Regions from separate parts of the Mus musculus genome. Here regions 1, 2, 4, 5, 6 and 7 are each linked to region 3. Evidence: chromatin contacts called from public HiChIP or PLAC-seq and promoter capture Hi-C data. All regions are on one chromosome and are shown on one strand. The core of a region is the stretch at or near the end of the contact, and the rest is flanking DNA. Distances in the headings are between cores, read along the strand shown. Region 1 overlaps Slc22a23 (solute carrier family 22, member 23). Region 2 holds the start of Eci2 (enoyl-Coenzyme A delta isomerase 2). Region 3 holds the start of Pxdc1 (PX domain containing 1). Region 4 overlaps Slc22a23 (solute carrier family 22, member 23). Region 5 holds the start of Slc22a23 (solute carrier family 22, member 23). Region 6 has its middle 22 kb from the start of Eci2. Region 7 holds the start of Eci3 (enoyl-Coenzyme A delta isomerase 3).

Region 1 (2,932 bases), core at 328-2,827, 440 kb after region 3:
CCCTTTCCTGGTAATTAAATCTAGAACCCTGTGCATGCTAAGGGAGCTCTCAACCACTGAGGAGTTCATCCCAGCTCCTTTATATTTTATAGTTTTAGATGAGGTCTTGCCAAATGATCCATCCTGGCCAGGAACTCACTATTCTAATCCGACCTAGCCTCCAGCTTGCTATCACCCTGCCTTGGCCTGGCAAGCGCTGAGATTATAGGTCTGCACCACTTTGTCTGTCAGAGTACCACATTTTCTGTATCACTTGCAAATGGTGTCAAATCAGTTCCCTGTACAGCTTTGCCCCTTTCATGCCCTGTGTACCTTCTGATTTCTATGGCTTGATAATCACTTCCACAGGAGGAAGAGTGAGAAAGTGGAGAATATTAACTGGGGTTTGTGGGTGGATGAGCACCAGCTGCATGCAATATAATGTTACAGATTATAGGTGTGTCTGTATGGGAGCTAAATCTCAGGTCTTTATCTGCTAAAGGCATGAACAGAGTAACATTTAGGGTCATGTCAATCCCTATGTATGCAGGGTTGGTCCACTGTAAAAAGGCTAATGTCAAAGACTTCGTGTGCCCTGCCTGAGCCTGCAGCACTCTGAGAATGCTGTGCACAGTGTGGCTGAGACTGTAGCACTATGAGGATGCTGGACACCAAGTGGCCTGAGCCTGTAGCAAGCACTATGAGGATGCTATGCACAATGTAGCATAGTTTTGCCTTTGAGAGGTGACTTTTAGCCTCAAATCTCAGCAGATAAGATGGGGGCTCTAGCTTGCCAAAGCTTCTGTGGCAGTCTACTGATCTCATTTCACAGATTCAGAGAAATTGAGACCCAGATGAATAACGGACTCATTTAACATCACAGCAACTTTCTGGTGTATTTCTACTATCATTTTCCCAGGGGATTATGGGACCTCAGTTCGTGAAGCACACTGGACACCTTTGAATAACTTCCAATTGTGTTTAATTCCATTCAGACCTTTGAGTCTGTTGCTGTTTCTTTATTTTCTTTGAGGACTCTCTAGATTTTTTTTAAGATTTTATCTATCTTGATTAGAATGGGTATTTTGCCTGAGTGTATCTCTGTGCATCACATGCATGTAGTACCCATAGAGGCCAGAAGAGGATGTTGGATCTCCTGAAAGTGGAGTTACAGATGATTGTTAGCGACCATGTGAGTGCTGGGAACTGAGCTCTGGTCCTTTGAAAGAGTGCTCTTAACCACTGAGCTATCCTGCCAGCCCCTCTAGAATTTTTTTTAACTGTTCCATACATGATCATACCCAGAGAGTCAACAACTAGAGCTAGAGTTATCTCTTTGAATCAGAAGTGCCCTGAGTTCCTTCTACACTCATTTTCGTATGCACATATGGAAAGGTCATCTCCATGAAGTTATACTGACCTTTTGTCCTCTCTGGGCTCGATTTTGTGTCCTGCCTGTATGCCTGCTTGGTCGAAGTTCCACACTGGGCTGGGACATAGGCAGTGGTGCAGTATGTGTTTAGTATGCTTTCCTTCCCAACAAAATAACTTCTTGCAGCCTAAAGTGTGGCTCTTTGCCCTAATGACTCCAACTGCTCCATACATGTTTATTCTGTGAATGATGTCACTGTTGAATCACAGGCAGGAAGGTGTGTCTGTGTACACGGGTATCGCCCTAAAATTAAACACTTTGCAAAACAAATAAAGGAAAGACTTAAGGGTACAACTAATTTAATAAAGCATTGGTGGTTTTATTTCCTTTCTGTACTTTATTTATGAGTAAATGTCCTAGTGCAGTGAATTAAACAGGACACACATGCTTTTTACTCAGAGAACTGCCCAATTGGCTTTTCACCAGCGTGTGTGTTTAATGAACTCTCCAAAAGGCAGCCCAAGCCTCTATTGAAATCAGTGTGAGGGTTCTTAAAAAGCTGCCAGTGCATAGCTATTATCTCTCCTGGGTGTGTACACTAGAAAGACCGAGTCAATGAACACAGAGACATGCACACCCAATGCTTACAGTAGCACAATAGCAAGATATGGAGTCTGTCTAGGTGCCCATCAATGGGTGAACTTAGAAATATGTTGTGTATATACACATGGAGTTTTAGCCATTTCTAAATGTTAGAAGTTCTAACATTTGCAGAAATGTGGATAAAACTGGAAGTCATCATCAGACTCAGAAAGATGAAGAGTGTGAATTTTCTCTCCTGTGTAGAATCTAGATTCAGGAGCAAGTAGGTAAGGCATTCAAACAGAAAGAAACTGCTTGGGAAAAGAAGCGAGGGGTGAGAAGGGGGATGAGGCATACGATCTAATGTGTGATGTATGTTAATGAAAGTGTTATAGTGAAATCCCTTCTTTTGTATAGTGATATATTAATGAACAAAAAAGGCTGTCCTGATAGGAAGCTGGTTGATATTAGATTCTCCCACTGGACAAGAAGACAATTCATTGCTTTTAAACCTTAATGATCATCCTTATACCATGTACCAGTTTTTTAAAATTTTAATCAGTTGTATATATTTATTACTACAAATTGAAATAACAAAATTTTCTTTATTGCAAATTTCCGAAAATGAGAAAAGTTCTAATTATTACCTTCTCATCAAACGACCCCAAATTCTGTTTTTATGTTCTTTCACATTACCGTATTTCATCTCAGACTTGAGACTTGTAAAGCACACGGACCACTTCAGAGTCATTGTGCTTGTTTGAATCAACTCAAGACATAAAAATATAAAGAAGTCATTTGCAAGCATCCAAACTGCTCACATTTCATGTAGAATTCCGGTGACAAGTTAGGAAAAGCTCACAGCACGTTCCCCCCCCTTCCTACCCTCCCCCCCAAAAAATGAATTAAAATAGAACAGAGAACTCAAGCTCAGATTATTAGTTGCTATACACCTCAATTTTCAAAGAGTAGCTTTCACACCTGCTGTATGGCGTTACC
Region 2 (2,715 bases), core at 215-2,714, 340 kb before region 3:
CCATCATAGGTTCCATGGCACCGTCTCAAGAAACATCTCCCAGAATACTGAGCAGACCCTGTGAAGTAGAACCCCCAAGATTCAGTTTCACTGGGAACATTTCCTGGCTCTTGTGACCACCAGGCCTGGGTGTCTGTATCAAATCCCTTCTTAGACAGCACTGCTCACGTGCAGTCAAGCCTCTAAGGTAGGACCTAATTGACCCACACACCTCCTTCTCCAAGGTCTTTATAAGAACCAGGAGTGGAGATTCGAACTCTGGTGAGATCTTGAGGAGGATTCTGCCATTCTCACTCTAGTACAGAAACAAAACTCTCAGAGACATGCCCGGGCATCTTGACTGCACTGTAAAGTAGATCAAAAGCATACCCAATGGCTCTTTTTAAAAAAATGTATTTGTTGTAACTTTTTTGTTTTACTTTGTCTATTTATTTAACTGTCGTTATGTAATTGGTTTTGCATACTGGTATTATGCATACCATCTGTGTGTCTGAGGGCTGTTTAGGTCATAAAATGTGTCTGTCCCCTTGGAACTGGAGTTATGAATGGTTATGACCCACCCTGTAGATTCAGAGAAACCAAACCCGGGCTTTCTGCAAGAGCCACGACTGTTCTCAAATAGCCTAGTCAATTCTCTAGCTCTACCAATTAGCTCTTCCGTGGCTCTCTATTACTCTTAGCACAGAACATATATATATTCATATCAAGAATTTTATCTACGTGCAAAGAGGATCATTTGAGTCGGCAGGGAGGTCTAGGACTCACTATGAAGGTACTTTACAATGCTAGTTCCAGGTCTCACACACTACAAGAGCTTCTTAACGTGGGCGCAGTGATCCTCAAGCTCAACTAATACTCTGCTCAGTGTGGTTCCCTTTCCTTGCGAACTGCCCCACCCCCACCCCAATCTTCAGCCAGACGTGGTGTTTACTGGAGGTGGCCTCTGCTAAGCATGAGAATCACCTTAGGGGCAAACGCCTACATTAATGAAGCTTATACCGTTTCATGTTCAGCTTAAACTTAATTGTGCAAGATAAGCATATCCAGGAGCACTCTTGTCCATATAATCTTTTAAACATAATGTTCCATGACCTTAGACTGAACGTGCTCAGGAGCGTGCTCCTAACTAAACATTCTGGGAGCTGTCCGGTTTGTAAATAAATATGCTTAGGCTCTCTGATTAATATTCCGAAGAACACAGTGAACCGCCTCCGTACCCTGTCCCTCTTTGCCAGATCTTGTGCCAATCACCTTTGTACGGAGTTGGACCTGGGCCAGGCATTCTAGGCTCCTCCTCGAAACCCGCCCATTCTCAACTCTGAAGGAGTCGCTAGTCGCACCCCTGCCCAGGGCTCACATCCAAGATTATCTCCGCCAGTCTTTTTGTCCCCGGGTCCTTTCACAGGCCGAGCTCACATCCTGGCCCCGCCCCTGAACCCTGGCCCCACCCACGCCCGGAGCGCACCTCTGGCTCCGCCCCTTCCCGGTCTTGCCCTGCAGTTTCTGCTGGGCCTAAGCCTCCGGGCTCAGTTTGACCACAGTATCTAGCTATGGCGGCAGTGACCTGGAGTCGGGCTCGATGCTGGTGTCCGAGGTAAGCTTGCAGCCTCGACTCTCCGGCCCAAAGTCGCCAGCGGGAATTTTCGCCCGCCCACGGAGCCGCCCGCTTTGTCATCTGGCCTGGCTAGCGAGACAGCAGGATATTACTTTGACGATTTCCCAGCGAGAGAGCTCTAAAGAGTGACCTCGAAGGTTCTTCCTCTGCTGAGTCCCAAAGGGTAAGGATGGACGCGCTCCGGTCGCCTCCGTCGGTGCTTGGGTCCCCGGGGCACCCAGGCCTCCAGGCCCAGCCCGGGACTTCCTAGGGCACGCACGCAGTGCCTTGGCTAAGATGACACTTTGTCCAATATTGCTAGTTAGCTCTGAGCGCTGCTGAACCAGTGTGGGGTTTCAAGCAGTAAGCTCACTTTGTTCAGAGAAGTGGCTGGAGAGAGTGCTCCATAAGTAATAACCCAAAGAACTATGGAGCAAAGTGAACCGCTGTGTGACTTTCTCAAAAGGCAAAACTTACCCTCCATTTGAATGAGCGTGCAATAAGCGTCAGTGGGAAGTTGCTTACTTAGGGAAACTGTTGGGGTTTTTGTTGTTGTTGTTGTTTTTGTTTGTTTGTTTGTTTGTTTTTCGAGACAGGGTTTCTCTGTATAGCCTTGGATATCCTGGAGCTCACTTTGTAGACCAGGCTGGCCTTGAACTCAGAAATCCGCCTGCCTCTGTTGTAGATGCATGCTGTTCTGATCAACATGAGTTGGAGCCAATCAGTAATCCTGTTGCTGCAGAAATAAAAGGGCAAGGAACAAACAGAAACCACTATTTGTAGTGTCCTGCAGGTCTTCAGATTACAAGTGGCTAAACTGCACTTGGGCAGACCAACAATGAGAGCCAGTCAGCAGGACTTTGAAAATGCATTGAACCAGGTGAAACTCTTGAAGAAGGACCCGGGAAACGAAGTGAAGCTAAGACTCTATGCACTGTACAAGCAGGTAATAGACTGAGCTCTGTTGTAACTTAAACGCATTTTGAGCAAATGATTCCTGAATTTGATACGTTTCTGATACGTTTCTAACACTGTTTCTAACATTCCGGTTGCATGGCTGGCTCCCCTTTGGGGTGTATGTATGCAGGCTTTATTTTGTTTTGTTTTTCATATTAGGCCTT
Region 3 (2,808 bases), core at 167-2,666:
AGACCCCTATCATCTTTTTTTTTTAAAGTAGTAAAATGAAGTTTCTAGGCTGTATAGAAAAGTGATTAATGAATGATCTAAGCGGCATAAAAGATAGCGTGTTCTAACCAGTGACTTCCCAACAGTGACTGCTTTTACTCTGCCATCTCGTTTTACTTCCAGATCTCTTGAAGCAACTTCTATTAATAAGAAAACACTTTCTTCAGCGCCCAGGAATGACAGACTCAAAGTGGTGGCTAGCCTCACAGAGCTAGGCCACTCGAGCAGCAGCGAACTGAACTGGAGACTTGGTTGTTCCCACCCAGCAAACTCTACCCTAAAGATGGGGTGCTTAAAAAAGTGTATTTCTGGGGGGTCCTGGGGATGATGCTGTGATAGGAGACAGCTTCAGAAGGGACATGGCTCCAGGCAGTAGTGGGGATTGGCATAGGCGTGCCTGAGCAGAACTTTTTGGTAAATAGGAGGACTGATTTCTGCAGTGACACGAGCGATCTAAGTACCCGCCCCCTGCCGGGGATGACCGGTCAACGGAAATCAGGGTCAGTGAGGTCCAGAGAAGGAATACCTGTTGCCTAACGTCTTTGTTCACTGACTATTTAGAAGCGTATAAAAAGCATAGTCTTTCTCCCAGGTTGTAGGTAGAAGAATGTCTGGAACCAAGCTACAATTCTTAATGCTAGACACTGTTTTTCAATTGGGAGCCATGCGGTACATTCCTTCTCTGTGGGTCGTTCTGCCAAGGGGGACTTCCTAAGCTCCTCCTGAGTTGCTCTCTCCGGGGAGACCCCGGTCTCCTACAATTCTGTCCCATATTCTTTTGGCGGACAACCCTCCTGGGGATCCTCTTCTAAGAACCACACGGTCTTGCCTTCTGGTCTGTCTGTCCCGCCTCGTCCCGGGCCTCCGTCAAGCTAAGGCACGACCGGAATGCGCGGGAGGACCCGGGGCGGAGTCGCCGGTAACCGATGGGACACGGGGCGGGTCAGCCCGAGTCCCGGCCCAGACCAGGCGAGTCAAGGGCGGCGCGGGGACCAGCACCAGTCCCTCTGCCCGGATTCCCGCTTGGTCTGAGCCCGCGTCCCCGCCCCATGCGGCGCCGCCCCGGGACTCTGGACTCCAGCGACGTGTCGATCCCACCCCCGTGTGGGCCTGGCAGAGTGCTCAACTCGGGGCTGGAGAATCCCGAGGATCCAGAGTGGGAACGAGGAGAAAGTCGCCTTGCGCGCGGGGAGAGCGCAGGACCAGCCTCGCCTAGCAGTTGGCAGACCAGGGAGGAGGCGATTTGCGTGCAGCTCTGGGCCGGGACCGCCCGCGGCGGGTCAGCGGGAGGCAGGAGGGAGGCGCCGCAGCCGGGACTCGACGTCGCCGCCCGCGATGGGAAGTGCCTTATAAAGCCGCAGCCCGTTCAGTCCCACAGACTCCTGGCGGCGCCGCCCTGAGCGCGCGGGCCACACGTAGCCGCCCCAGAGTGAGCGCAGAGCTGCGGCGTATTCGCGGGGCACCAACTTCTCCCCCACGGGGACTCTTAACCGCCGTTGCGGGAATCGAGCGCGTCCCACGGAGAACCCCTGATCGCCCCTGCCAGGACTCACTCTGCCCAGGCGGACCCCAGGCGGGGGCCGAGGGCGCCCCCGGCGGCAGGGGCATGCGCCGCCCGCGGCATGGCCTCGGCGGTGTTTGAGGGCACGTCGCTCGTGAACATGTTCGTGCGCGGTTGCTGGGTGAACGGGATCCGCAGGCTCATCGTCAGCAGGCGCGGCGATGAGGAGGAGTTCTTCGAAATCCGCACCGAGTGGTCGGACCGCAGCGTGCTCTACCTGCACCGCAGCTTCGCCGACCTGGGCCGCCTGTGCAAGCGCCTCCGCGATGCCTTCCCCGAGGACCGGTCTGAGCTGGCGCGCACGCCGCTGCGGCAAGGTGCGGGGCTGCGGGACTGGGGGCACCGGGGGATGCGGGGAGATGCGGTTTTCGGGAGGGGCTTTGTGGGGGAGGAACTTAGTGAGGAGCTCATCCAAGTGCGATGAAGTCCGCGGGAAGAGTTACTTAAAACTCTACTATTCGGCACCTGACGGAGGACATCCTAGACCCCGGCTTTCCTGAATGGTCGTTCAGAAAGGGCTGGGAACCGGCACGGAGTCTGGGGCGCACACTCTTGGAGGATAAATGAGATGGCTGGGGAAAGGGACAAGGTCAGCAGGACTCTCGCCTGACTGTCCCAAAGAACGAGCCTCTAGTGAAGAAGCGGAGGCGACATCCAGAGCTGACAGCTACTGGGTCCCAGCTGCTGTGGAGAACCAGTAGAGGCTGGAATGGGTTTGCTGGAAAGGGTAGAGACCGTTATAGAGTATCGAAACTGGGGTGATCGCAGCAGGTATGATCGCTGCTCAGGTCCTGCCCAGTAGAGGCCCCATCTGTATTCTGCCCCGGGGACAGCTGAGCCTGAAAGCGAGGTGCCACGCAGCAATCTTTTCCACCTCTCCTAGGAGGAGGCCGCCCCGCCTGGATCTGTCCGGCCAACCCAGGGTCCCCACCCCTGAGCCGGGTCCGCATTCGGATTTGATTAGCCATGGCCGCCTCCTCTCAGGCCGTGTGACGGTCCTGGTTGGCTGTGACTGTTGTTTTTCTCAAACAGCAGTGGCTTCCCCTTTGCTTCCTAAGGACAGCAAAAGGACTGGAAGAGTGGAGGAAACTGGAGAGAGACCTTGATAGAGACGGGGGAGGGGGGAAGAATAAAATGTGAGGCAAAGAGCCGGGTAAGCGGTAGGGCAGGAGGGATCAATATAGCTTCTGAGCAGACTTCCCCCCAGT
Region 4 (2,881 bases), core at 13-2,512, 410 kb after region 3:
ACATGCACTGCTGTTCAGATGCAATAGCAGCCGGGACAGTCTGGAATGAAGCTAAAAGCTGTGTTCGTTCTAACAAAGCATTGTTTGTGAGGGCTAAAATCTTAATTCCATACAAGCTTCACAGCCCTTTAAAAGTGTCATGTCATTCTTAGCGCCAAGCTGGCCATGAATTGTACAAAAACAGGGCAGGGGGCAGGGGGCAGGGGTCGTTTCCTTAAGTTTCTGACCCTTCTTGACAGCAAGGTTATACAGCAGTCAGTCTACAACACATCCCAGAAGATTAAGGTTAGAGTCCACTTGATGCTTCTTGTTCGGTGTTTAAAAAACAAAAGCATTCCATGCATTGCACATAATACAGATTAAGAGTTTAATGAAGATGCACACGTGTGCCTGTGTCTCCAGTCACGATTATCATCTAGTGTCTGGAAAGAATCTTGCATCTGTGATGCTACCTCTTCCTCCGGATTGTTGAACACAGGCTTAGAAGTCTACGAAGAGTTAACACTCCCTGGTGGTGATCATCTCCATCATGTGATGGAGGAGTTAAAACCCCAGTATGGGTCCCTTCTTCAAAGGTTGTATGGGAGAGCATTAGAAGCAACAAACCTGTCCTCGTAAAGCATGCTAGAGTTCTTCCCACTTTCCCATTCAACTCATTTCTAAGTTGTTTCAAGAATTTCTCTTCTCCCCTCTCCCTTTCTATCTCCCCATACAGTGTGATATTTAAACTACTTGGTTGGTTGAATATTCAATATTCTCTGACAAACAGAAGCACAATGATATGTAGGAAGAGAGATGATGCATCCTAATATAATAAAAACAGCTTATACCAACATTGACAGGCTAACTACCAGCCAGGCTCTGAAGAGGTGCCGGGAGAGGAAAGAAAGGATATTCCTACCCTGTTTAGCACCTGCAGGGATACACTACAGATGATTCACATCAAAGAGAGAATACCCCAAATGCCAGGGGCCACAGGGCTGCCGTGTAGCTTCAGACCTGTGTTTTGATAGAAGAGTTGAGTCATTCCTTGGACTAGATTTAGACAGGAGAGGGAAATGCATTCAGGATTCCCACTAGCCAGTTCTGTGCTATTCAAGGCTTAGGGGACAAAACCCACCAGCACAGAGAACTGGGTGGGGAAAGATGACAGGTGGGAGAAGAGGCCAGAGGAAATCTTCCGTCTCCTAAGTTCTTGGGTAGAAAGCCCTGCTGTCCTTACAGCCAAGGCAGGAAACGTCATCCTTCCTTATTGACCTGCTCAGAGGAGACCTGGTGACTTTCATGTTTACCCAGGGGGAGCAGTTGTTTACTTTCCAGCGGGATAATGAGAGATTGGCTTCTATTTCTAGCCAGGTGATGAGGTTGGAGGAAGCAAGTGGAAGGGAAGAGGATCAGTTGGCTTCCCTCTGGAACAAGGATGCAAACCTTAGATAGTCAACTCCTGCCTCACCCTGGCTCTAGGTATGGGGACTTTTGGTCTGTAGCTCCTTGGGGAAAGGGCTGTCTCTTCATGATCAGGTGAAGACCCTTCCTGGGATACTAAATGACCTTTCCTGTGTGTGTGTGTGTGTGTGTGTGTGTGTGTGTGTGTGTGTGTGTGTGTGTATTTGGTCATCTCCTGGTTGGATCAGAGAAGTGAGTGTTGACTCACTGAGGCCCATGACCTCAGACAGGACCTACTGTGCCCTGCTATAAGACTAGACTCTCAGTGGAGAAGAGAACTACCAAGGAGACACAGTAGGTTTGCTCCTGAAAAGACTGTCTTAACTAAAATGTATCTGGTTAGTTGGAAGATGAGAAGACTGTAAGAGACTATTGCAGCTGGCTTAGTAAGAGGGGCAACAGCCCAGATGGGGGGTGGGGGGCAGGAGACTAGGAGGAGGAGAAAGAATAAGCAAGGTCTGGAGAGATAGGATCAGGAGAATAAAAGTAGGCTTGAGAAGAATCACAAGTGTCCCATAAGTATGAGGACTGAGTGGAGGGGCTCTTGTCCAAGAGAGGGACAGACAAGAGAGCAGCCCAGGAGACCCAGACAGACCCAAGCCATCTAAACAGAGGGCCAAGAGATCTGAAGAAAGCTTGACGTCCAGAAGACCCAGATAGAGAGGCAGGAGCCCCAAACAGAGAGCCATGACATTTGAGGACACCCTTCTGTGGTTGATCTCGTCCTGCTGCCTCTCACCAAGGGAAATGGTTGCTGAGCTCTGCCACTGGAGTCCTAGTGAGCACTCCATAGTTCTGCTGTTAGAAGTAAACGTCGCAGGAAACCTGGGTATGCAAGGCCCGGCAACTGCCAGTGCATCATCTGATGTGTGTTCTTTATGATAGCCATGGAGGTGCAAGAAGTAGAAGGATCCATCTGCACAAGGAGCCAGTGTCATGCAAAGGAAGCTGGTGTGCATGGGTGTGTGGTAGTGCGACTACAATGGGAAATGACCAGAGATCCAGCCTGACAGTGAGGGCTTCAATGGCATCACCTCCCAGCCAGACCTTGCAGGAACTCCTCGAGGAGGCAGTGTCTTCAATGACTGTGAGAAATGTTGACGGTGAGATTCTGAAAAATAAATGCAAGCTGATAATCGACCTTTTAAAAAATTCTTAAAGATCGGGAGGAAACCCGCAGTTTGAGCATGCTTAGATTGTTGATGGTTTCACACGTATTTTTATATTTCTGTATTGCCGTAAAGTTCCCACAGTTTGTGTTGAGTTTAAAGGGGTAAGGTGTACGTTCTTTAAATGCTAGCAGGAGATAATAGCCGTATGTCCTGATCCAAGCCAGCTTCACCTGGGCTGAGGAGGACTCTCACCTGGATCTTAAGACGATTAGAATACCTCACTGGTGCTGTGAGGACTGAGTGTTTCTCACAAGAGGATTGAG
Region 5 (2,827 bases), core at 106-2,605, 310 kb after region 3:
CAGACTGGGTTTCCCAGACCTTTAGTGTCTTCTGCAGCCTGTGTCTCTTCCGTCTATTGTTATCTAATCTCCCCTTCCCAGCCACTCAGGAAAATTCACAGTTGGGTTCCCCAAAGTCCAGCTCTCTGGCAGTCTTCAGAAATAGTTCTCTCCACGTGTCAGAATTTCAGCAGTAAGTACATGTTGACTGGAACATTGAGCTGCATGCTTAAAAAAAAAAAGTCTCCCACTAAATTATACAACATGCAGCTGAGAAAATAACGGAGATGCTTAAAGAACGCATTCCATACATGTACTCGCAGGATATGCTTTTGGGAAAAGAACGCGAGCTTCCTTCCCCTGTGCTAAATAAGACTAGAGATAGATTGCTCCATTTAAGATTTCCATTAATTCCATTAATAAACTTCTCAGAATATGAAATGTCTCGAGAATGTAGTGAGGCTAAGATGAAAGCCGCATAATTCTCACTGGTGTCAGGCCTGGCACGCAGGAGAAGATATGCTAATGCGGCCGTTTGCCGCAGGGCTGGTGTTATTTATATAGTGCTAGCTGGGCAAGGCTGGCTCTGGAGTCTGGAGTGCCAAGAGCATTTGGATCTCCTGTGAGGTGTAGATGTGTGCGCGCCTGTGCGCAGAGCATAGGAATTGTGATTCCGAGACCTTGGGGAGGGGGTGGGGCAGGCCGCCCTCATTCACGTTTGTATCGAGTGTGTGGCTTCTGTTGAAGGTCTAGCCTTCTAGAGTTGTGTTTATTTGACATTCATTCTGGAGCACAGAAAGAAATGGCGATTTGGGGCGGGTGCTGCAGTAGGTCGTGTGTGACCCAGCGTTGTAAGGGGCTGTCATCCTAAAATTGGCAAACATGCCTCCTTGCCCCAGCTCCGTGACCATAAAAAGCTGCCTTATTTGAGTCTGGAAGAAGAACAGAAGGTTGTTCTGGAAGACAGGCAACCCTTGGGCTCAAGACCAGGAGTGGGGTGCCAGCCGCCAGGCACCTCGGAAACGAACAGAGGTCACGGAGAGCCGGTGTGCCCGGGGCGAGGTCCCTTGCGGCTGTGGGACTTGAGACTGGCAGACGACACTGTCCTCTCACTCCCAGCCAGTGCAGACTCCTTGGTGACCCCCGTCCCCCGCGCCCAGAGACCACCAGGGATCTTGCAGCGGCCCGGGTGTCCCTCTCCCCGCCCCTGCGTCTGTCCGGGCGGTGGCGACACGGCCCGGCTGGAGGGGGCGCTCGTGCGCAGGAGCGGCGCAGCAGGTGCCGCGGTTACCTCCACCTCGGCGGGGGGAGAGGGGGCGGGCCGGGGCGGGAGGCGGAGGCCGGCTCGGTGAGCCGAGAGCGCGGCCGGCTCCGCAGGCTGGCTGCGAGCTTGCGGCTTCCGGGAGCGCCCGAAGTCCGTGGAGGATCTCCCAACCCGCGGCCGCCGGCGGCCCCAGCACAACGCGCACCGGTGCCCGCAGGGCCCCGAGTCGCGACAAGGGCGCGGGTCCGGCTCCTCCTCCTCCCCGGCCGGCGCGCATCAGCGGAGAGCCTCGTAGCTAGGCGGGCGCCCGGGCCGCGGCGCGGATGAGCCGCGGCGGCTGAGGACTCGAACGGTTTCTGCCCGGCGCCCAGGGCACGGGGGTGCGCGGGTGACATGGGGGTGGCCTGACTCGCCGGGCCCGGAGCACTCTCTCCGGCCGCGGGCCCTCCTCCTCGGCGGCGGCGCTGTGCCCGGGCGCCCGCCGAGCTCCGCCGCGCTCTATGCGCCTCTGCGGGAGCCGCGGGCCCTGGCCATGGCGATAGACCGGCGGCGTGAGGCGGCGGGTAGTGGTGCCGGGCGGCAGCCGGCCCCGGCGGAGGAGAACGGCTCCCTGCCGCCCGGGGACGCGGCGGCCTCGGCGCCCCTCGGAGGGCGCGCGGGCTCCGGCAGCAGCGCGGAGATCCAGCCACTGCCTGCGCTGCACCCCAGCGGCGGCCCGCACTCGAGCTGCTGCGCGGCGACAGCCGCCCCGAGCCTCCTGTTGCTGGACTACGATGGCTCCGTGCTGCCCTTCCTCGGGGGCCTGGGCGGCGGCTACCAGAAGACCCTGGTGGTGCTCACCTGGATCCCGGCACTGTTCATTGGCTTCAGCCAGTTCTCGGACTCCTTCCTTCTGGACCAGCCCGATTTCTGGTGCCGCGGGGCCGGCAAAGGCACCGAGCTGGCGGGTGCCACTGTCACCGGCCGATGGGGTGACATGGGCAATTGGACCAGCCCCTCGGCCACCCCCTTCTCCACTGCCTCCTGGGGGACCACGAGCAACCGAAGCAACAGCAGCGACACACCACCCCTCCCATCCCCTCCAGGCAAGGGGAACAACGACTCAAATTGCGACTGCCACGCGTGGGACTACGGCATCCGCACTGGTCTCATCCAAAACGTGGTCAGCAAGGTAAGGGCCACGACCGCCGCGTCCCCGCGTTCTTCTTGTGAACCTTTTTCTTCTGACCTCGGTCGCCTCTGCTCTGTGCTCCATCTCTCATTCTCTGCAGACTTAGGTCCAAACCTACCCAGTTGAGGAACCCAAAATGTTAGCCTGTGTACGCACAACCCCGCATTGACTGGGCTCCCGGCTGTCCCTCAAAGGAGATGCTCTTACTTGGATGTGAAGCCAAGGCTTTTTTGCCGCCCTCTGCGGTGCCCGTGACGCTGCATCCGCTTCAAAGAGACCGACTTAGCCTTTTCTAATATCCACACAAACTCCTGTCCCAGTGCACATATGGAAAGGGCTCCCCTCCCCCGAAAGGTTCAAATCCTCTCCTCTATCTAGCTAAGGTGTCAGACTCACTGATGGCTCAGCAGGGG
Region 6 (2,913 bases), core at 142-2,641, 360 kb before region 3:
ACCACTGAGGTTGGTGTGGTTAAGTCTTGTTATCAGAGCATCACAGTAAGGGATGATGGTCTTCTAAGAGTTGGGCCAATTAGAGGTTCTTAGAACGGTCGTTATGGGTGCGCCCTTACAGGGACTGTGAGATGAAGTTCCTCTTTCTCTCTTTACTTCTCCCCTCTCTCATTCCACGTACTCCACCCCACCTTTTTTTGCTCCCTGACATTAGATGTGTGGACTCATTCAACACACGCCACCTACCCTGAGACATCACCCCTGCAGAGGCTCAACCCAATGGGACTGTCTGATTTTAACTTTTTAAAGATAGAGTTTTATGTATCCCAGGATGGATTCAATTTTGCTATATAACCAAGGCTGGCTTTGAACTCTATCCTTCTCCCTCCATCTCCCAGGTGTTGATATTAAAGATATGTGTGAAACTTGGCAACTTTCCTTGCCTCAATAAGCAAAACCTCAGATCAAATGTTTATCCATTTCATTAAAAAAAATGAAAATCTCATAGAAGCTATCTTATGGTTGTATTGCTATACTGGGTATTAGTTGCTGAAGAATATAGTGTCTTCTAGTTGAGTGTGTTCAGTGGGGTGGCACAGCCTCCAAATGAGAGGGTCTTTATTCTGATAACTGGAGTCTGTTGCTATTGATGCCATAACTTTTTGCTTGACTCAAAAAACTGGCTGATACTTTCTATAGGTACGAAATGAAGTGCTAACTCATTTCACTTAGAAACCAAGAGAAGCACATTCCAGAAAACTAGCAGAAAAAAAAATGGTTCTCCCTACTTACTAAACATGTAGCTCATCTTCTAAGGACTCAACAGATATGTGGGGAACATCGGTTAGAAAGGAGCAAGATCAATATCTGGGTGAGTGACCCATAAAGCAACAGTCACTACATGGGACTTAAGATTAGAGTTTTGATAAATGATTTACATTTCCTAACTTAAAAAAAAAAAGAAGACTGCCTCCCAGAAACACCTCATGTTCAATTTTAATGTTCATTAAAATTCTTATTAACTCTGTTCATTCATAAGAATAACTAACAGGGGAATCGCTGTGGTCATAAATTTGAGCTCCCAGATGACAGAGTCACTAACTCTAAGGCCTTGTGAAATCTACATGGACTCTGGGCTTCACCACCATGTCAGTAAAGTAACAAAAACAGTGTACTCTGTAGCCGATACTTGTAAACAATGGTGGCTCATTGATGATGCAGAGCATAACTTATTGAATTTCATCATCATTGAACTTTTGCTAATGTTGCATAGCAAACATGTGAACCCACAATACAAAATGATCATTGTGTGGCTTCCTGGAACTGATACTAGTGGAAATTTTTGTCCTTACTCTGTATAGCAAGAGGAGCAGAAGCCTGAAATCCACAGCCAACTCATCACTCCAGAGCTACACAGTGCACCACCGCAAAGGCTCAACTTTACTCCAGTGTCCTTTGCTAATGCCTGGCACCCACAAAATGATCAATAAATACTTTATGGGGACATGACTGATGAATGAATGTTGCCAATATGTCAACATTGCCAGTGTTGCCAACTCCTCCATGAAACAGATGCCTGTGGCAAAGGAGTCATTGTACATGAATCTCATAAACGAGTTATTTGTCCTATTGGCCTATGATTGATAGCAATGCTTTAATACATTAATTCCATCTGGCATCCTATGACATCTCAGTACAGCATGTCATTAGATTTATGAAGACTATTTTCAATAAAAATTGGGCTTAAGATCTTAAAGGAAATGAAGTGCATGCTAACTTTCTCTGCCATAAAACTAAAGATGCTTAGAGTGTGACAGTGGTTGGATAGGACCTGTGAGTTTTCCATCAGTGAATCCACTATTTTAACATGATTCAGGTCATTCATCACAACTGAAGAGAACACTGTTGGGAAAGAGGATTCGTAATTCAGCTGGGGACCCAAGTCATGTCTCTCGTCTGACACTGTTGAGTGCAGAACTGCCCTGTGCCCAGGGCAGTGCAGGAAATAGAGTCCCACTGCAGGCAGAAAAATTTGAGAAGTCAAGTACAAGAGACCAAACCTGTAAGGCACAAAATCAACCAATAAGATTAGGGAAGAAAAAGCAACCATCACCATCTTCATGCATACCACGCAAATGGGCATATTAAACTTAAAAGCCAAAAGAAAAAAATAAGAATTTAAAAAGGAAAATATCTCAAAATTTAAAAGGCACAATGCAGGCACCACAGCAAATTGAGAAAAAAAAAAAAAGACTGTATCAATAAATTTGAAAGTAGAGCAGTAGAGTTTAGTTAATCTGGAAAAAAAAAGATACCAAAATGATGTACAAAATGTAAAAGAGCTACATGAAGTGGGGATAGGCATCTCATCAGCACTGCATGCACAGAGAAAAGGTAAGGACACTGGACTGAGACAGACAAGATATTTACAGAGCTCCTGACTAAAAACTTCTCTAACGCAGTAGGAGAGATAAATTGGCATATCTAGGAATCTCAACAAGCACCGAAACAAGATAAAAATGATTACATATATCAAAACCAAACAGCTGAAGGACAAAGACAATTCAAAAATCATAAGCAGGATATATGAACTTTAATCTCAGCACCTGGGAAGTTGAGGCAGGGGGATTGTATAACGGCAGCCAATCTGAGTGCCATAGATTCTTGGAAGAATAGAAAGATCTTAGAAGAAGAACAAAAAGGTGGGAAAGACAGCAGGAAGACGATGCATGTGTACACGGAGCAACAGCTCCAATATTAGACAGGAGAGGACATGAAGGAGTCACCCAAAGTCATGCCGGAATGCAAAAAGTCTTTAAGTGCTGAAAGAAAGGAAAGAGGAACTCCAAATTCTGCACATAAGGGAAATTCCTCCTGTTTTATCTGTGGTGTGGAGTGCCCAGAAGATGGGAA
Region 7 (2,742 bases), core at 195-2,694, 310 kb before region 3:
GGAGGGGAGGGAGGGGGAGAGGGGATGGGTGAGAGGGAAAGGAGAGGAGAGGACATGGAAGGAGAGGGAAGGAGGGGAGGAGAGGAGAGGGAAGGAAAGGGGTTGGGGGTGGGGAGCGGTCCGTTCTCTTCCAGTTTCATAGATGAGCAGCACCACTAAACCGAAGCAGGATACAGGAGGGAGAATGAAGAGTACAAAGTCCTTTGTGCCTAACAGAGTCATAATAGGTCCCTCCCCGGCAATTACACAGCGGGATATCACAGTCACCTTGGTACCACTTTCCCTGGTGCTTTCAATTCAATTCAAGGAAGTTCCAATTCCTTTGCTTGAGCTGTGGCTTACTGTAAAAGAAATACCTGGAAGCATAGAGCCAGAGTTAACCCTTCTGACAGCTTACAGAAAAGGTGGCAACTGACCCCAAAGTCGTTGTCACAGGTGGAAACACACGGGACTAGCAGCGACCTCATGTCACCAAAGCACTCAGGCTTGCAGGCGACTTCCTTGGGGAGACAGTGCCTTGGCGAAGGTGACACTTTGTCCAAGCACCAATTGCTAGTTAGCGGAGCGCGGCAGATGCGTAATCCCTTATCACCAGCGTGGGTTTCAACGGTTCACTCCTGTCAAGCAGACTGTCCGGAGATGAAAAATGGTGTTTAATAAACAGCAGGCAAGGGCTGAACAAATTGCTAGTCAGAAATAGTCCTAAGAGACCTGCTCTGGAGAGCAGGATCACAACGGGAGAATGGAACCAACGGTCAGAGATTTCCCACGTAAAACACTGTCTGGACTGAGAAACCATGGGCTGCAGAAACCCAGAGAGGCTGGGCACCCCAATTCTAAACGAAAATAGGTTGGGATGTCCACGGTAATCCAAGCACTTAACAGGCAGAGAGACAGAAGGATCAGCAAAGTTTAAGTGAGGCAATTTATCGTGAGATTTTTGCCTCGAAACAAATGTTTTAAAATAAAAAGCAAAAAGCTGAACACCATGGTGTGTGCCCCTGCACCCAGCACTCTGCGGGGAAGTCCATTATCGGCTACGTTCAGCACCCTCCCCTCTCTGCCCAGCACCCGGTTCTCTGCCTCCTACCCCAAAGCCCCGCACCCTACCCTCTGCATCCAATCCCCTGCACCTTGTTCTTTGAACCCAATTCCCAGAGCTCACTCACTGAACTCTGCACCCATAGGCCCTTCTCTGCCCAAAGCTCCTTGTCCTCTGCGGCCAGAGTCATGCGCCATGCTTCTGCTTCCTCAACCAAGTGCCCATCCCTGAAACCTTCTCGGGCCCAACTCAGACCACGCCCCCAGTCTCACTTTTCCTCTGCCTTCCTCTGTTCCTGGAGTCTTTCGTTCCACTCAGGATTCACTTCTGGATCCGCCCCCTGCCCAGTTCCTCCCACCGATTCCACCCATTCTTAAGCGTCTCGGCTCTGTTTGTCCTCAAGGCTGGCTTTAACTTCCTTCCTTGAGCAGAAGAGTACGCGGTGCTGGTGTCCTAGGTAAGCTTGCAGCCTCTACTGTCTGGCCCAAAGTCTCCAGCGAGGTTTGTCGCGGGCCCGCGGAGCCGCCCCGCTCTGTCATCTGGTCTGGCTAGCAGGACAGAAGGATATTGCTTTGACGGTTTCCCAGCGAGAGAGCTCTAAAGAGTGACCTCGCCTGTCTTGTACGAATGGATGTGCTCAGGCCGCCTAGAAAGCCTGGACTAGCAGCGACCTCATGTCACCAAAGCACTCAGGCTTGCAGGCGACTTCCTAAGGGAGACAGTGCCTTGGCGAAGGTGACACTTTGTCCAAGCACCAATTGCTAGCTAAGTGGAGCGCAGCAGATGCGTAATCCCTTATCACCAGCGTGGGTTTCAAGCAATTGGTTGACCTAGTTGAGAGAGGTAACTCAAAAATCTAAACCTACACTCCATTTGAATAAATTTGCTTTAAATGAGCCTTTACATTTTACAACGTCTTTTTTTTTCTCTCTCCTTGGAATAACCCTTGTCAAATTCAAATAAAATGTAGAGGAAAAAAATCTGTAATCTGTAGACAGATTTTATTCAGTGATCATTTGAAACTAGATTATTGGGACAGCAGAGAGAGAATATAACTATGGCATTTTGCTCTGTAGGGTTTGGGACAAATCGGCAATCCTGCTGCAGAAATGAAGGGCAAGGAACAAATAGAAACCAGTGTTTGTAGTCTCTGCAGGTCTTCAGGTTACCAGTGGCTCAGGTGAACCTGGATAGACCAAAGCCGAGAGTCAGTCAGCAGGACTTTGAAAATGCAATGAACCAAGTGAGACTTGAGATGGAGGACCCAGGCAACGAAGTACAGCTAAGACTCTATGCACTAGATAAGCAATGTAAGCCTGAGATCTGACATTGTTTAAAAAAAAAAAAAAAATGTGTGGGCTGGAGAGACAGCTCAGCAGTAAGTGCTTACTGCTCCTCTAAGAGGATCCAGGATTGGTTCTCAGCACCTTCAACCCTACTTTTTTTTTTCCATTTTTTTATTAGGTATTTAGCTCATTTACGTTTTCAATGCTATACCAAAAGTCCCCTATACCCCCCACCCCCCTACCCACCCACTTCCCCTTTTTGGCCCTGGCATTCCCCTGTACTGGGGCATATAAAGTTTGCAAGTCCAATGGGCCTCTCTTTCCACTGATGGCCTATTAGGCCATCTTTTGATACATATGCAGCTAAAGACAAGAGCTCCGGGGTACTGGTTAGTTCATATTGTTGTTCCACCT

What was found. Promoter capture Hi-C pulls out the DNA fragments that hold promoters and counts their contacts. HiChIP or PLAC-seq counts read pairs in DNA pulled down with a chosen protein or histone mark. Capture Hi-C pulls out chosen DNA fragments and counts their contacts.
Region 1: a contact with region 3 is called in a FOXA1 HiChIP or PLAC-seq map of pancreatic cancer cells. The contact joins the enhancer-like site here to the promoter of Pxdc1 in region 3. A contact is called at or near these places in 20 of 39 promoter capture datasets (the 3T3-L1 cell line, 3T3-L1-derived adipocytes, the C10 cell line and 12 more), 5 of 484 Hi-C or Micro-C datasets (double positive thymocytes, embryonic stem cells, hematopoietic stem cells and 2 more), 18 of 115 datasets of contacts at active chromatin or transcription factors (craniofacial prominence, embryonic basal ganglia, embryonic forebrain and 11 more) and 4 of 9 other capture datasets (adipose tissue, embryonic stem cells, liver and 1 more).
Region 2: a contact with region 3 is called in an H3K27ac HiChIP or PLAC-seq map of embryonic stem cells, with 7 times the contacts expected there. The contact joins the promoter of Eci2 here to the promoter of Pxdc1 in region 3. A contact is called at or near these places in 12 of 39 promoter capture datasets (the 3T3-L1 cell line, 3T3-L1-derived adipocytes, the HPC-7 cell line and 7 more), 3 of 484 Hi-C or Micro-C datasets (hematopoietic stem and progenitor cells, muscle stem cells and pre-B cells), 7 of 115 datasets of contacts at active chromatin or transcription factors (embryonic stem cells, extraembryonic endoderm stem cells, heart atrium and 3 more) and 3 of 9 other capture datasets (adipose tissue, embryonic stem cells and liver).
Region 4: a contact with region 3 is called in a FOXA1 HiChIP or PLAC-seq map of pancreatic cancer cells. The contact joins the enhancer-like site here to the promoter of Pxdc1 in region 3. A contact is called at or near these places in 4 of 39 promoter capture datasets (embryonic stem cells, hippocampal neurons and liver), 9 of 115 datasets of contacts at active chromatin or transcription factors (embryonic forebrain, embryonic midbrain, embryonic stem cells and 4 more) and 3 of 9 other capture datasets (adipose tissue, embryonic tail and liver).
Region 5: a FOXA1 HiChIP or PLAC-seq map of pancreatic cancer cells shows a contact between it and region 3. The contact joins the promoter of Slc22a23 here to the promoter of Pxdc1 in region 3. A contact is called at or near these places in 6 of 39 promoter capture datasets (the HPC-7 cell line, cranial neural crest, embryonic stem cells and 2 more), 5 of 484 Hi-C or Micro-C datasets (cumulus cells, embryonic stem cells and group 2 innate lymphoid cells), 9 of 115 datasets of contacts at active chromatin or transcription factors (embryonic forebrain, embryonic limb bud, embryonic stem cells and 5 more) and 1 of 9 other capture datasets (adipose tissue).
Region 6: a promoter capture Hi-C map of liver shows a contact between it and region 3, with 2.7 times the contacts expected there. The contact joins the enhancer-like site here to the promoter of Pxdc1 in region 3. A contact is called at or near these places in 3 of 39 promoter capture datasets (embryonic stem cells, liver and stem cell-derived epiblast-like cells), 2 of 15 datasets of contacts at CTCF or cohesin (embryonic stem cells and stem cell-derived epiblast-like cells), 13 of 484 Hi-C or Micro-C datasets (the G1E-ER4 cell line, cerebral cortex, cochlea and 5 more), 3 of 115 datasets of contacts at active chromatin or transcription factors (astrocytes, embryonic stem cells and stem cell-derived neural progenitor cells) and 2 of 9 other capture datasets (adipose tissue and embryonic stem cells).
Region 7: a promoter capture Hi-C map of adipose tissue shows a contact between it and region 3, with 3 times the contacts expected there. The contact joins the promoter of Eci3 here to the promoter of Pxdc1 in region 3. A contact is called at or near these places in 18 of 39 promoter capture datasets (the 3T3-L1 cell line, 3T3-L1-derived adipocytes, the C10 cell line and 11 more), 51 of 484 Hi-C or Micro-C datasets (the AtT-20 cell line, B cells, the Ba/F3 cell line and 30 more), 11 of 115 datasets of contacts at active chromatin or transcription factors (astrocytes, bone marrow-derived dendritic cells, embryonic forebrain and 3 more) and 3 of 9 other capture datasets (adipose tissue, embryonic stem cells and liver).

Annotation. Positions count from the first base shown.
Region 1 is chr13:34,206,911-34,209,842 of GRCm38.p6, reverse strand. The region is part of intron 4 of Slc22a23 (solute carrier family 22, member 23); the gene reads left to right. Among named protein-coding and RNA genes, the nearest start is that of Gm52037, 10 kb to the right of the region's middle. Within about 2 kb of position 1,577, at least 18 of the 459 cell types and tissues checked have an H3K27ac peak or open chromatin away from gene starts, as enhancers often do. A contact at or near this core is called in pancreatic cancer cells, where this site is marked.
Region 2 is chr13:34,992,893-34,995,607 of GRCm38.p6, reverse strand. Eci2 (enoyl-Coenzyme A delta isomerase 2) reads left to right here and starts at 1,464. Exons shown (of 10, transcript NM_001110331.1): 1 at 1,464-1,594; 2 at 2,378-2,540. The coding sequence starts at 1,551.
Region 3 is chr13:34,651,289-34,654,096 of GRCm38.p6, reverse strand. It overlaps Pxdc1 (PX domain containing 1), which reads left to right and starts at 1,416. Exons shown (of 5, transcript NM_025831.3): 1 at 1,416-1,917. The coding sequence starts at 1,662. It overlaps Gm15908 (predicted gene 15908), which reads right to left and starts at 1,174. Exons shown (of 4, transcript NR_105041.1): 1 at 869-1,174.
Region 4 is chr13:34,245,467-34,248,347 of GRCm38.p6, reverse strand. The region is part of intron 3 of Slc22a23 (solute carrier family 22, member 23); the gene reads left to right. Among named protein-coding and RNA genes, the nearest start is that of Gm52037, 49 kb to the right of the region's middle. Within about 2 kb of position 1,262, at least 46 of the 459 cell types and tissues checked have an H3K27ac peak or open chromatin away from gene starts, as enhancers often do. A contact at or near this core is called in epiblast stem cells and pancreatic cancer cells, where this site is marked.
Region 5 is chr13:34,343,746-34,346,572 of GRCm38.p6, reverse strand. Slc22a23 (solute carrier family 22, member 23) reads left to right here and starts at 1,355. Exons shown (of 10, transcript NM_001382849.1): 1 at 1,355-2,414. The coding sequence starts at 1,776.
Region 6 is chr13:35,014,744-35,017,656 of GRCm38.p6, reverse strand. It overlaps a transcript of Eci2 not described here. Among named protein-coding and RNA genes, the nearest start is that of Eci2, 22 kb to the right of the region's middle. Within about 2 kb of position 1,391, at least 3 of the 459 cell types and tissues checked have an H3K27ac peak or open chromatin away from gene starts, as enhancers often do. A contact at or near this core is called in liver, where this site is marked.
Region 7 is chr13:34,962,511-34,965,252 of GRCm38.p6, reverse strand. Eci3 (enoyl-Coenzyme A delta isomerase 3) reads left to right here and starts at 1,444. Exons shown (of 9, transcript NM_026947.4): 1 at 1,444-1,499. Gm16984 (a long non-coding RNA gene) reads right to left here and starts at 1,303. Exons shown (of 3, transcript XR_873227.2): 1 at 1,170-1,303; 2 at 417-629.